3 separate regions of the Mus musculus genome follow, and regions 2 and 3 are each linked to region 1. A link is a contact called in public HiChIP or PLAC-seq data. All regions are on one chromosome and are shown on one strand. Each heading gives the region's core, a stretch centred on a gene start, on an enhancer-like site or on the middle of the called end of the contact. The rest is flanking DNA. Distances are from core to core; before and after follow the strand shown. Region 1 overlaps Gm12610 (predicted gene 12610). Region 2 overlaps Gm34568 (predicted gene, 34568). Region 3 overlaps Gm12602 (predicted gene 12602).

Region 1 (2,705 bases), core at 133-2,632:
GGAGGGGCGACTGATGGGGGGAGAATGGATGGGAAGGAAGAGGAAGTTGATCCCATTAGCACATGGAATGGTAGTCTCTGTAGTTTCTGAATGACTTATGACCTGCAGAAAATGTCCTTTACTGTGGCTTGGGATGGGATGAAAGGCACCTCAACTATTGTTATACTTCTGGGTAAATAAACTCTGGAAAGAAAGAATGCAAAATGTTCTGAATATAGATAGGAATGGAATTATCACTGTTGTCTCACTCCAAGGGAATACTTTCATTCCCTAAAAAAAGCTTTGAAATGAATGTAGCATTAGATATGAAAAAATAACTTTAGACATTGATTACTGTCACCTCCATCCCCCCACTAACAGCTATTTCTGATAATTTATAATAAATTTTCCTCATACTTAGGTCAAAATTCTCTTATAATCACCCATGACATATTCCTCTTTAGTCTTAGACCAATTATCTTAAAAGTATTAAATCGTCTAATCTTTGTGTGCCTTAAATATATTCCGGCAGTACTGAGATGGTGGGAAAGAAAAAAAAGATTGTAATATTTAAATTCCAAGGAAGTTTGGCAATGATGACTAAAGTCCTCAAAGCAAAGCGATTCAGCAGCAGCGTACACACACACACACACACACACACACACACACACTCACACACACTCACACACACACCAGATTGTTGGAGAAACAATGAACCCTCCAGGAAGATGTGCCCCATTTACCTTGGGAAATCACCAAGAAAATCATAAATATATGTATATTTGATTTGGATTCAATGCCTAGCAAATGGTGATTACAGCTCCAGACTGTAGAAACAGAGTGAACACATGATGTGATTCGGATGCATCAGAGCTTGTGATTTCCTAATGGATGAATTGGACACTAACTCTTCTGAGTCACAAGGATTCTTTTGCCCTGGCAGTGTGGAGCTAAGCTAGAAGGTTTATATTAATTGCCTGTGACTTGGTTGGGTGGGTTCCTGCTAGTCCATTTAAGGGGAGGGACGTGGAGAACACATTCCTTAGAATGGCCACAGACTGTCCAGATGAGAAGGACTCTGAAACGTTTATGTGACAGTATCGAAGGGCTAGAGTGGTCCTAGAAGACTGGATTGTATGGTCACTCTCTGGTCTCTTAGCTTGAGAGTGAGGGAGACTTAACAATGCTTTTTGTTTGTTTTACATCTAGCATACTGACAGGAAAACAACAACCAAAAACAACCCAGTAATTTAAAAGGGAAAATGGTGTGAAGAGATACTGATGCAGAAAAATAAAACTTTTAGCTATTTTTTTCCTCAAAACCTACCCACATCTCCCTCTGAGTTTACTTTTGTTCTCACTTTACAGAGTCTTTCTGTGGTAAGGGCAAGGGCGAGAGAGAGAGAGCCAGGAGAGGCTTCACTCCTTAAGGTCCCTCCAGAGTCATTTCTAGATGGTTATCATCATGCCACATGCACTTGGAATTCTTGGTGATTTTCCAAGCTAAACAGGGCACATCTTCCTGGAGGTTTCATTTATTTCTCCAACAATCTGAAACGAAAGTTCTTGTAAATGAAGTCAAACCAAGAGGCTTCATGCCTTGGAACGCAAAATTCATTGGAAATTTAAAAAATAAAACCCTGGGCTTCAGAGATCCAGGCATTTCAGATTCCTGCTCACATTCCCTGCTGAGTGCCTTTCCCCTTTCAGTCATGCCTTATTACAGAAAGTGTGTACAGGACTATCCAGGCATTAGTGCGGATATGACATTCTCTTAAACTTCTGGTCTCTTCCTAAGACTGGACTAGTTAGTCCAGGAGATTGTTCTGTTCTTACTATTTTACAGCCATCTGAGAATATCACAAAACCAGATAATTCTATGAGAATCCTCAATGCAGTATAAGACTAAAGGCGATCAGAGTTTCCTCAAGAGCTTCACGTAGGTGTGATGACTGTGGGCTGCTTCTTGGACGCCTTATTGGACGCCTGCTATTGAGCAGATGTTTTTCTGGAAATAGGATGCAGTGGTGACTAGAACATTTCCTCCGAGTCACCAGGAGATGGAGGGGGAGAGGGTTAGGAAGGATGAATATGAACGCAATGTGTTCTTCTATTTCTTCTTTTTGAGATAGGATTTTAGTAGCCCTGGCTAGCCTGGAACTTACTATGTAGGCCAGGCTAACTTCCAACTCACAGAGATCCACCTGTTTTTGCCTCAGGAATGCTAGGCTTAAAGGCAATGCACCACCATGCTCAACACAGTGAATTGTTGTTTTTCCTTTTCATTATTTTTCTCCATTTATTTAATTATTCATTCATTCACTTTACATCTCTTTCCTCTCAGCATCTGCCTCACAAGCCCCTTCCTCTTCCCCTCTCCTTCTCCTCTGAGAAGGGGGAGCCCCCCTGGGTACCAACCCAGCCTGGCACATCAAGTCATTGCAGAGGGTGGCCACTTTAGGCCCCATATTCCCTACTGCTAGGAGTTTCATCTAGGGTCACCCCCATAGACTCCCAGGAGCCTCCTCTATCCTAGGTCTCTGGCATGTCCTAGAGATTCGAACCTCCCATCCCACCCCATCCCCCCACCTGCCTTGAGCTCCTGTCACAGTTCATTGATAAGCACAAAGCATTATTCTAGGAGTTAGAACATGCCACCAACCATACCCACTGCCTTTCCATCCATTGCACCCATTCCAGGGTCATTCTCTTCTTTAGGAATTTCT
Region 2 (2,705 bases), core at 112-2,611, 440 kb before region 1:
TGTAGTCTCTAATTCCTTGCTGGGCATGAGACACTCAGTGATTTAGTCACCACATGACAATGCATGAATCGATGCCGATGAGGGCTAAATGTCACTTTTGCAATACTTACAAGGCTGCTGGTGTACAACAAGACTTTTGTCTCAAGTCAGATCTAACGAGGCAAGTTGTTTGTACATGCTAATGGAATAGATGCCCTCATTTGTTCTTGCAGCAATTGCAGCATGATTACTACTTATAAAGACCCCCCGGGGGATGTGCATTTTTTTTTGCAAGCTATAAGCTCTTCCTCACTTAAGCTTTTCTTTACTTTAAAGAATGAACATTTTTAAAGGCAACTATATTTGTTTTAAAGGACTAACAGCAATTGCAACCAAGCAATAATTTTGAACTTTTGATTATTGTCAGCAATTTGCTTTAGAGTGACTAAAGCCTAAAAATTGGTTCAAATATCTACTTCATAGACATTAAAAAAAAGTTGGCTGACTCAAATACGTTCTGAACTCTCTATTGAAGAGGCAACCTCTCAGCTAGGGGCCTACAAAATTCTCACTTAGCTTGCTCTCTGGAGCTGTGGAACACCACCACACTTCCTCAGTTCCCTGGTAGCAGATTAGTACCTCCTGCCCTGTCTATAGAAACCCAGCAGGACGTTTCTATAGATACCACCTTGCCTTCCTTTTATTGGGTTTTCAGTGGTTCTATCTTTAACCATACCTACACTTTCAAAGAGCTAGGCAGGCTGCTTGGCTTCAGTGCAAATGCAAACGCTGAGATGGCTCAGCCTACTTTTATTCTAAAAAGGAACGCACAAATAGGAAGAGTGATGCTGCAAAGAGAGAACACTACAGAATTGCTGTAGTAGAGATCAAGTACCACGCCAGATGCACAAGTAGAAGATGAGTTTAATTGGTTATCTACTACAAGAGTTCTAACCTAAATGATCAGAACCAAGAATTTCACTGAGTTTCTAGAAGTATCTTGGGTAGATGATCTTATTTCAACTCATTAAAACAGCCCCATTTACCTAATTCAACTGAATTGTTGGACCATCACCTTTTTCAGGAGAACATGAAAGTCAAGAATTAGTTGCTCTCTGCTTCCAAATGCTGTTTACTTCAGAAAGCTCCAGCCAACTACATTTCCTGTCTTGGTCTCTTTTTTCACACGTTTCTCTTTCCGGCTTTATTTTTTTCACTTGACCTTTCCTCTCAATATCTTTTCAATTTTCAAAGAGGCATGTGTTGGGGCACAGTTGGATTTGGGCAATAGGCTTAGGGCAGGAAGGTGTGGTTAGGGTGGAGGGGGTAAGAAGCCATTCTGGCTGCTTTATTTTCTCATCTCAAGTCCTGGTAAAAGGCAGGCTTTGTATGTGTGGGTGTTTTTCTATGATGTGCAAGTACGCACAACTCTATTTTCTCAAGTGAGTAACTATGAGTGTACATATCTTGGAATAATCCACAAATTTATGTAAGCTACAAAGGAAACTGCACACTCACAGGAAATTTTACTTGATTCACAGCTTTACAGACAATGCAACCAGTTAGTGTCTACCGAACTAGTTACATAGAGAAGAGCATGCTTTCTTTTTATTTTATTCTTAATGGAAATAAGTAACTCATTTGCTTGGAAAGAAATCACTTTGTTGAATAAATGCCTTCATAAGCCCAGGACAAATTTAATTCAGTATTGTTTGGGTTATAGCAACAGAATGCAACATTGTTAATTTTCCAACAAAAAGGGGGTAACTTAGTGATTCACAATAAATTTCCAAGACAATATGTGCAGAAATCCTTGTGGAAAAATGCTTTTAAGTATTGCTTATGATTTGAGTGAGAGGGCAGGGATAGAGATTTAGAATTTCTCAAAGAATGTTGGAGCAGAGTGAGCCCTTAGGAACCCTGGGTACAGTCCCTCATTTTATAAATAGATACTATCTACCTCTTAAATGAGGAAGAGGAGGAGCCTAATGTTTCTGCACTTTCCGTTAAATCTATATAGCCCATTAAAAAGTAAAACATGTACTCATCTGCATTATATTTAAATCATGAATATATTATATAGAAATCTAAACCAGGCATACATATCTGTCTTTTGAAGCACCTATCATTTCTTGTACACACACACACACACACACACGGGGGGGAGGGGGATGCGTATTCAATCTTGGGAGCCATTCACATTACTGTTTTTTGTTTTAAATTTTTTCTTAGTTTTTTTTTTAAGAGTTCCATGCCATATGTTTTAATCATATTCACTGCCCCCCCCCCCAAACTCTTCTCCAATTCATCAGTCTCTTCCCAACTCAACAAACTTTGTAATTTTTTTCAATCTTTCATGGACAATTTCTGTTTTTGAGACAGGGTCTCTGAGGTCTAGAGCTTACCAAGTGGGCTGACCAAGGGGGCCGGCAAGTCCCAGGGCTGGGCTTATCTTTGCTTTCCCGGTACTGGGATCATGAATACGTGGCAGGACACCAGCTGTTTTCCATGAGTTCTGGGAATCAAATTCAGGCCCTTGTTCCTATAAGGCAAACACTTTACAAACAGAACCTAGGCCCACTTATTACTTCCTGGTGGGGAAATGTTCAAACTCTTTTCTGTGAGACAAAGAGTAAGAGAATATGTTATTACCTATTGTCACTGTCCTGTGCAACACACCACTAGAACTTTTTTTCTACCTAACTGTAAGTTAATACCTGATAATT
Region 3 (2,705 bases), core at 116-2,615, 340 kb before region 1:
TGCCACCAATGGGGGAATCACGGATTCAAATATTCGAGACTGTGGGAGACATTCTCATTCAAACCACCATGTTCAACTTTGAGGTGCTTAGCACTGAGTGACAGGGAGCTCATCTTAGAAAAGCACATTTGAACATTCAGGTGACCTGCTCCTCTCCCCTTTACTCATAGCCTTACCTCCTGAGTTTAACAATCCAACAGAGCACACTTATGTATCAAAGAACTCAGTTCTTCAGTCTCCAACTCTGAAAATTTATTTACTCCCTAAGGTAGTGAGGCTAGATGTTAGCCTATCCAAGAACGTGTAATATACAAGCACCTATTAATATAAATAAAAGTATCTGAAAGACAAGTGGAATCGCCTATCAATTTTAGGCTTCAGAAATACCTAGATGTGCGAGTAGTGTGATAACTACATTTGCTACTTTCCTTTCCTGGGTCAAGATACCTGACAAAAAAACCGAAGAAAGGGTTTGTCTTAGCTCCCAGCTTAGGAAGCATCAAACATGACAGCAAAAGTGTGTTGGCAAGAGTTGCTCAAGACCTAGCATCAGGACCATGAAGTGGCTGCTCACACTGTGTCTGAAGCAAGAAACAGGAAGAGGAGAATGCTGGTACTGAACTTAGTTTCTCCTCCTCTCTCTTAGTCAGTCTAGGTCCCCAGCCCATAGGATGATGCCACCCACATCCAGGTTGGGTCTGCCCTCCAGGTAACCCTCTCTGGAAACCCCTTCACAAACATACCTGGAGGTGTGTCTCCCAGGTGGCTCAAAATCTAGCCTAGTTGATGATTGACAATCACAATAACTGACTAGATTCTGATTTCTTCCAGACAACTGGAAATTTTGGGATCAAACTTTTGAGTTGTTTTAAGATTTTTTTTTTAACCATACAAATATTTGACAAAATTCAAATAATTTGGAAAATGGAACTGTAGCATGCTTTGATGTTAGTGGCAAATTCTTCCTCAGTGGCAATGTTTTTAAGCAGCTGCTTCAAAAGCAGAGATCTGTCAGTACTAGTAGACTTACCTGTGTTCCGAATTTGTATTTCTGTACTTAACACTGCTTTGTGCTGATCATTCCTGGGAAAAGAGAACAGAGTGCGTTAGTAAATTGGGGGAATTGTTGCACAGATGATACTTGCATTTAACTCCAAGCTTCCAGAGGAGAGGTTCCAGCTTCACTATTCCCATTGCAGTTTCTACTTCTGCTCTGCATTGTCCTTAAATCCCCACTGAATGAAATGTTGCTGTCATCCCACTTTTACAGGAGTAAACCCAAACCCTCTAGTCTGCTTGTCTGAATCACCATGAGAAACGCTGGGAACCATTGTGGCTGGGTCTTTAATTGGCTCACAGGCCTCAGGGAAAAGTGCCTGAAAGGTGCTGACTCACTGTCCAGTCGGTACAAAGGTCTTCTCATTCACAGGTCCTGGGAAAACTTTCTCCAGGTTTTTATGTATCATTTAGATAAATTTAGATAACCAGGATAAGATATCAGAAAGTTCTCTTTTTCCACCAACATCAGGGGCACTTATTTAAGTGAAAACTGAGGATTCAAGTTAAACCCAAGGTTCTAATTCTCAATTCTATGACTTCAAGTCTCTTGCAAAAATAGGAAATAGCTTGACTTCTTTATGAGATTTTAGAGCAGAGGGAACAATTTGTACAGATAGATGATAGATAGATAGATAGATAAATAGATAGATAGATGATAGATAGATAGATAGATAGATAGATAGATAGATAGATAGATAGATAGATAGATAGATGATAGATTTGCTGAATAGCAAACTAAAACTGGCTAAGACACTGTGCCCATTCCCATGATGCGTACACTATGGAATCAAGGCGCTAATCAGAGAAAGAACCTCCAAGGTCAGTGTGTGTTTAACAGAGGAAATCCAGGGTGCTGTGGTGTCAAAGGAAACACAGGAAAGATCTGGATTAAGTGCTGCCTAAAAGCTTCCTGGGGCTGAAAAGATGGCTTAGCAGGTAAGAATGCTTGCCAAGTAAGCCTGACAACCTGAGTGTACTCGGACAACCCAAATCTCCTGCTGTAAAAAGAGACCTAACGCCCAAAAGCTGCCCTCTGAACTCCACGAACACACTGTGGTGCACATGTGTCTGCACGCTTACATTTTTTTATTGCTATAATAAAACACTGACCAAAAGAAAGTTAGCGAGAAAAGAGGGTTTTTGTTTGTTTGTTTGTTTGTTTGTATGGTTTGTTTTTTGTTTTGTTTTGTTTTGTTTTGTTTTGTTTTGTTTTTTTAAATCTTAGAGTTTAAAGTTCATCATTAAGGGAAACTAGCACAGGAAGTCATTCTTGAAGCAGAAACCTCAGGGGCATGATCTTTTCCTGTTTGTTGTCCACAGCTTGCTCAGCATTCTTATACAACCTAGGACAGCCTGCCCTAGGCGTGGCACCAATTCCAATGAGCTGGGCCCTTCTTTTTCAGTCATCAGTGCAGAAAATGCCTCATAGGCCTACTTACAGACCAGTCTGAGGGAGGCAGTTCTTTAGTTCTGGCTCCCTCATCCCACGTGACTCTGATTAGTCTCAAGTTGACAGAACTAACCAGTGTACACACGTGCACACACACATATACACATATCATCATCATCACACATTATTAATAAATACAATTTAAAAGAATAAATATAGAAGGTACCTGAATTAGGGGAGATAATGGCTAATCTTA

Evidence for each region. HiChIP or PLAC-seq counts read pairs in DNA pulled down with a chosen protein or histone mark.
Region 2: a CTCF HiChIP or PLAC-seq map of the NIH/3T3 cell line shows a contact between it and region 1, with 7 read pairs. The contact joins two enhancer-like sites.
Region 3: a CTCF HiChIP or PLAC-seq map of the NIH/3T3 cell line shows a contact between it and region 1, with 5 read pairs. The contact joins two enhancer-like sites.

What each region holds. Positions count from the first base shown.
Region 1 is chr4:89,439,594-89,442,298 of GRCm38.p6, forward strand. All of the region lies in intron 5 of Gm12610 (predicted gene 12610), which reads left to right. It also overlaps the pseudogene Gm12608. Among named protein-coding and RNA genes, the nearest start is that of Cdkn2b, 130 kb to the left of the region's middle. Within about 2 kb of position 1,383, at least 38 of the 459 cell types and tissues checked have an H3K27ac peak or open chromatin away from gene starts, as enhancers often do. A contact at or near this core is called in the NIH/3T3 cell line, where this site is marked.
Region 2 is chr4:89,000,315-89,003,019 of GRCm38.p6, forward strand. All of the region lies in intron 1 of Gm34568 (predicted gene, 34568), which reads left to right. Among named protein-coding and RNA genes, the nearest start is that of Gm34568, 45 kb to the left of the region's middle. Within about 2 kb of position 1,362, at least 33 of the 459 cell types and tissues checked have an H3K27ac peak or open chromatin away from gene starts, as enhancers often do. A contact at or near this core is called in the NIH/3T3 cell line, where this site is marked.
Region 3 is chr4:89,104,321-89,107,025 of GRCm38.p6, forward strand. It overlaps Gm12602 (predicted gene 12602), which reads right to left. Exons shown (of 4, transcript NR_151607.1): 3 at 1,031-1,083. Among named protein-coding and RNA genes, the nearest start is that of Gm12602, 23 kb to the right of the region's middle. Within about 2 kb of position 1,366, at least 19 of the 459 cell types and tissues checked have an H3K27ac peak or open chromatin away from gene starts, as enhancers often do. A contact at or near this core is called in the NIH/3T3 cell line, where this site is marked.